2 separate regions of the Mus musculus genome follow, and region 1 is linked to region 2. The links are chromatin contacts, called in public Hi-C maps. All regions are on one chromosome and are shown on one strand. Each heading gives the region's core, a stretch centred on a gene start, on an enhancer-like site or on the middle of the called end of the contact. The rest is flanking DNA. Distances are from core to core; before and after follow the strand shown.

What was found. A called contact is a pair of places that touch in the nucleus more often than the background predicts.
Region 1: a contact with region 2 is called in a Hi-C map of pro-B cells, with 2.1 times the contacts expected there. The contact joins two enhancer-like sites. A contact is called at or near these places in 1 of 15 datasets of contacts at CTCF or cohesin (large pre-B cells), 2 of 484 Hi-C or Micro-C datasets (nephron progenitors and pro-B cells) and 5 of 115 datasets of contacts at active chromatin or transcription factors (the 230-238 cell line, Th17 cells, large pre-B cells and 1 more).

Annotation. Positions count from the first base shown.
Region 1 is chr1:164,869,633-164,872,332 of GRCm38.p6, reverse strand. Gm32652 (a long non-coding RNA gene) reads left to right here. Exons shown (of 5, transcript XR_865700.2): 3 at 182-298. Gm20743 (predicted gene, 20743) reads right to left here. Exons shown (of 5, transcript NR_040303.1): 4 at 2,067-2,195; 5 at 895-1,779. Among named protein-coding and RNA genes, the nearest start is that of Gm20743, 7.9 kb to the right of the region's middle. Within about 2 kb of position 1,397, at least 33 of the 459 cell types and tissues checked have an H3K27ac peak or open chromatin away from gene starts, as enhancers often do. A contact at or near this core is called in the 230-238 cell line and pro-B cells, where this site is marked.
Region 2 is chr1:164,570,371-164,573,337 of GRCm38.p6, reverse strand. No RefSeq gene overlaps it. Among named protein-coding and RNA genes, the nearest start is that of Gm26685, 69 kb to the right of the region's middle. Within about 2 kb of position 1,392, at least 48 of the 459 cell types and tissues checked have an H3K27ac peak or open chromatin away from gene starts, as enhancers often do. A contact at or near this core is called in the 230-238 cell line and pro-B cells, where this site is marked.

The DNA.
Region 1 (2,700 bases), core at 148-2,647, 300 kb before region 2:
GGTACATGGGAAGGAGAAAAATATTAGAAATGCATACAGAGAAGTCATGTGAACATAGGAAAAATGCCAGACAAAGGGAAGAAATAATGGATTGTTTTGTAGCCTTTTGTGAATGAATTTGTAAAGGAATCTTTGAAGAATCTAGAGATACTTCACACTTTGTTTCCTCTCTTGGTTATAGATGCTGCTATAATGTCCTGGCTGCTCTATTTTGAAAATATCTTCTTCTATGCCTGGAGCCGTTTCCAGCACAGTGTGACTCGGTGAACACTGGAGTACCTCTGACTTGATGGTACCTGTGAGTCACTCATCTAAACTCGACAATCTTTAATGATTAGATTTTAGAGATCATAGACGGTGAGAAAATAGTCTAAGTTAGATGATAGACACTTAATACTTGATCAGTGTTTAGTCATCACCAGCAACTGGACTCTGGAACAATCCTCTTTATTAGTTGTTGTTTCTTTATTTTAAGAGACAGTTTGCTCTTATGAATGAGGGGGAGTTAGTTTCTGACACTGAGGTCCTCTAGAGTTACTGTGTATGCTGTTCACCATTACCTTTACTACTGTTTTCATTTGGTTGTGTACATGTAGAATTAAGGTATTATTGTCACACTGTAGGCCCTCAACACCTTATGCTAACAGTATTTCCTCCTCCTCGTCCTCCTCCTCCTCCTCCTCCTTCTTCTCCTTTTTCTCCTCCTCCTCCTCCTTTTTATTTTTTATTTTTTGGTTTTTCAAGACAGGGTTTCTCTGTATAGCTATGGCTGCCCTGGAACTCACTCTGTAGACCAGGCTGGCCTCAAACTCAGAAATCTGCCTGCCTCTGCCTCCCAAGTGTTATGTGGGATTAAAGGCACACGCCACCACTACCTGGCTCAGTATTTTTTATGCATTAGGTTTTATTTTCATATTCTTTCATTGGTTCCTTTAAAATTGGTAACTTGTGACCATCTTAAAAATGAAGAAAATGAAATAAATCTCAGCTCTATGAAGAAACTCCCACAGTTTTACATCTCTGAAATTTGACAGCAAAGATGTAAAAGAGATTGATGCAGCCTGGGATCAAGGAATGGCAGCTTGTTGACGGTCTGGATGTTCCTGTGCTTTCCTGTTGTCAACTAACACAACATATAGGCCTCTGACAGAGAGACAGAGCTTGGCTAATTTCCTGTAATTGACAGCAATGTAGCCATACCTAGATACGTTAGTGTTCGATGACCACCATGCCGGACAGAAACAGTCCACAGTATTAAAGATGTGTATCAGTTTGTACTTTTAGAGTTCACTCCAACCTGAAGAATTCATGACTACCCAGTTCAGGGCAGCTGGAGTGTGTGGTGGAGGCTGTTTACATCTTGGCTGACCAAGAAGCCAGGTGTGAAAGAGGAAGTAGGTCTAGGAACAACCCTTTCCAAGTCCCAGTTCTGCTTTCCTACTTCCGCCAGCCTGGACCCCCACCTGCTAAAGCGACACAGCGTCTCAGAACAGCGCCACCTGCTGGGAAACATGATCTGATAGTCCAACGGTCCTCCAAGAATTTTCTTAATTTAACTGGAGCCTGCTGCTCAGTGGTACAATTAACTTCCAAACGTGAACCTATGAGGATATCTTTGGATTTGAACACAGACGTAGAAAAGCTAAAGTGCAACTGCTTTTCGTTTGTAAGATGCCTCCAATGTGGCATCTCTGGCAATGAATCCGTCATCTAGGACTCTTGGTGTCCACGGTGAGGGAGAGATGAAGATACTTTTGTAAGAAACAGCCTGAGTAGTTCCTGTGGGAGAGAATATGGAAGGTAAAGATGCTGAAGTGCTTCATCCCAGTGAGCACACATTCCCCCTTTCTTTCCTCACTAGCATCTAGAGATGCATAGAATCCACCTTTCTCAGCGGAGTCTGCCTCTAGGATTTGTCTTCTACCTTGCCCATTGACTAATTGTTTTCAGGTAGTGGCCAGTACATGCGGGAGAAGAAAGGTTTCCATCCAGCCCCACACTGGAACAACTCTGAAGGACTATGTAGCTTTAGAGCTCCTCTAGGTAAAACTAAGTAAATATTCTACCTGGATTCAGGACACTAGCCATCAGTAGTGGCAATGTTCTACGCATGGCCTTTGAGGACAGTTCCGTGTTTGTTCACTTCTTCCTTCCTATTTTGCACTCAGATAAGGTTGGTTTAGGTAGACCAAATCCTGTCTTAGAAAAAGAATGTTATTTTAATAGCTCATCTGATGTCTCCTTATATGGCGACCTGCTGGTTTTCAATTCTATTAAGTATATATACAGTGAGAAATTCATCAGGAGAAGCAATTGAGTTGCTTTTGGAAGAATGAACACAGGAGATCAAAGAAAAAGAGCTCTGTCAACGAGAAGCTAATTGTATTACTCGGCGGCAGCCTCCAGTTGAATTAAAAGAATCCTCGGAGAACATTGGGGACATCAGATCTGGTTCCAAAAAAAGTGTTAACTTTCCAAGTAATGTGAATGCTTGGGTGAGCCTTTTCCTGCTTCTCAAATTTAGGCAGAGTTTGTGCTTGAATAGGGTCTGGGTTTGAAAGTATATCTCTGGTGTATTTCCATAGGTACCTAAGTATAAGTCTGTAAATGTTAAATTTAAAGGTTAGAAGTCAGATCGTCCTGGGTAAAGTGGGAAAAAAATCACTTGCAAAATCTATATCTTTAGAGATGAATCTTTTG
Region 2 (2,967 bases), core at 143-2,642:
TTTGGAATAATAGCTCTCTTATATCAGTTGGTGGATAAAACACTTGCCACGTGAGCCTTCTGACTGGAATTCCGACCTTTGGAGCCCATGAATGTTTTCTGAGGCATCTCATGTCTGTAATCCAAGTGTGCCTTTGAGGAGAGAGAGGGCAGAAGCTTACAGGTCAGTTATCAGTAGTGAATGATAAGGGGTCCCACCTCAAACAAGGTGGGAAGAGTACCAGCACCCCAGGTTGTCTTCTGGCCTTCATGTGTGCATTAGTCACGTGTCCACACACACACACACACACACACACACCACACCTCGCACACACCACACACAGACAACACACACATACCATGTACACCCCACACACACACTACACATACCTCATACCTCACATACAGCACAGGTATACACCACACACAAACACCACATACAGCACACACACACTACACATACCTCACACACCACACACACACACCACATACACACATACACACACACACACACACACACACACCACAGAGCTATGAAACAGTAGATTTCCATTGTTTCAAAGTAAGTCATTAAGTTTGGGGTAATTTTTAAATCAGTTCTAGGAAACCTTATCATCAGTTCTTTCCCCTGGTCTCCTGACAACCTTATCTTAAAATGATGGAAAGGTTGCTGGCTCCTGCACTGACTTTAAACTAAAATGTTGCCTCTTCCATGGTTTCTTGTTCTCCCTTGCTATACTTTTCATTTTTACCTCAAATTATATTCACCTGTTTGCTTATACATGAATGAAATGTTAGGCAACAACAATCAGGAGAGAGGGGACACTTTGAAGAGAGGGTTTTCTTCTTGGAATTCCTGCCGTTGTGATAGAAACTGCAGGCCCAGCTGGCCTTTCACATGACTGAGCATGTGGTCAGGACCTGTCGGGACAGCTTCCTCGGGCTCTGCCCCCTCCCTTGTTTATCAGAATGGCAGGTGTCTTTCGTGGATTTCTCACTCTCATTTGATGATTTTCAACAGCTGTAGGTTGTTGTCCAAACCTGTGCTGGGTAGGTCTCTCCTAGAATGTGGTTTCCACACACACACACACACACATGATGACTGTGATAAACTTTGAAAACAGCTAAGGCTTAAGGCCCAGCAGAGCCTCTGGTTTATAATCTACCTAGATCCCTGGAGCTACCCTGCTGTTCCTTAGAGCTTGCTCATTGATGAGAGCTGACGGTAGAAGAGTGAACCAAGCTTGAAGACAGAGAGCACCAAGCTTCTACACACCTAACCAACCCGTGTGGATCAGGTTGTACTGTCCTTTCATTTCTATATGAAGGCTCTCCTTGGACCTATGTGGGGATCAGATACCTGGAGCACACACACAGCATCAATACATGAGTGAGTGGGTGTCAAATTCAACCAAAAGTAGAATGTACGCTCCATAGCTCAACTAAAAATAGTCATATCTGAGGGCAGGATGTGGCCTGCCAAGCCCCCGTTACCAGAATTTTGAAGCAATGTAGAAAAGACAGGTTGACTCCTCCTGATTTGTATAGCCATGCTTGAAGGACCTTGAGCCAAAGCACAGACAGTTCACGGTAAGCACTGTAGATGACTGTCCGGACAGAAAGTTTAGACCAGCTCTGTCTTATCCTAGGCCAGTGACCTAGCAGTTGCTTTGGCTTCATTTCCACTGGCCTCTTGGGGCTCTGGTTGTTTAACAAGACCTTGTGCTCAAACTTTCCAGGACTTGCCACAGATTTCCTTTCATCTTGTCACAGCTAAATCATTTGGCTCTCTAGATCTTAAATTCCAATTAAACAGATGCAGTATCTTATAATCTAATTTGCTTCTCACACCACTGCCCTGTGACTTTTTATTGTCAACTCTTTATAAATGTGTTTCAAGCTATATGGTTGCTAGGGACAAGCTTATTGAAAGCATCGAGTCAGGACGATAAGAGAAAGATCCTCAGGACAGAGGTGAAAGAGAACGGGAAGCACACCAGATTCTGGAATTTTAGATTTAAATCCCTGGATACCTTGTGGTACCTTTGGGTGGCTGTGAAATGTCTCCATACACATTTCTTCATCTGTAAAACAGGAGCCATTCGATCTATTCATTGTGAAGGATCCTTTGAAACGTGCCTCCTCACCAGGGTCTCCAAGGCCCATGCTTTCTCACCCACCCAGTTTCTGTCTTCTTCTCTTCCTCTTGCCAGCTGTTCCTCTTGCTCTGGCCAGCTGCTCTGTTTGATGGCATTCCTCAATCACACCCAGCAGTCTCTGACAAGGGCATTCTTATCTTATTTCTCTTTGGAATGTCCTCTCTTATAAGTTGCTCCCCCATGCCCTCAGGTCCTTCGGAACCATCTACAGTTTGTGGGACATAGCATCGCCACCCCTGTAGAACATTCCCTAAAGCCTTCCATCCTGAGTGCTTCCGAGTCAGCCTTCACTCTTACTACTTTATTTTACAGACTACCCTCCCCCTGCTGATTGCATGGAGAGTTGGGGCTGCCTCTACCGCTCACTACTATATCCATGGCAACTAGAAAAAAAAATAATGGTAAAGGAAAAAAGAGGGTAGTAGGGAGTGGGTGTGATCAAAATACATTGTCATCCATGAAAACGTCATAACAAAATCCACTGCAATTAGTGTATATGCTAATTATTTTTTAAAGAAAAAAGTGCTGAGGGAATGGCCTAGGAAATGTATGTAAAGTGTTGATGTCCTGCACGGGTATTAGCGTATTTCTGCTTAATGCAGAAGACTTCAGGGGCAATCATGTGAAAGAAATGTTATAGAACTTTTCTTGGTGATCCAAAATTTAAACTCATTTTGTGACTTGGCATTTCAGCTCTCACACTGAAATCACGTGTTTTGTACAGTGTAGAGAATGCTCTAAGGCAGCCATAGTTGTGGCTTTCAAGTGAGCTATTTTAAGTATAGAGTGATCCAAAGTCAAAGAAAAATAAGAATAGAGAGACAGTGAGA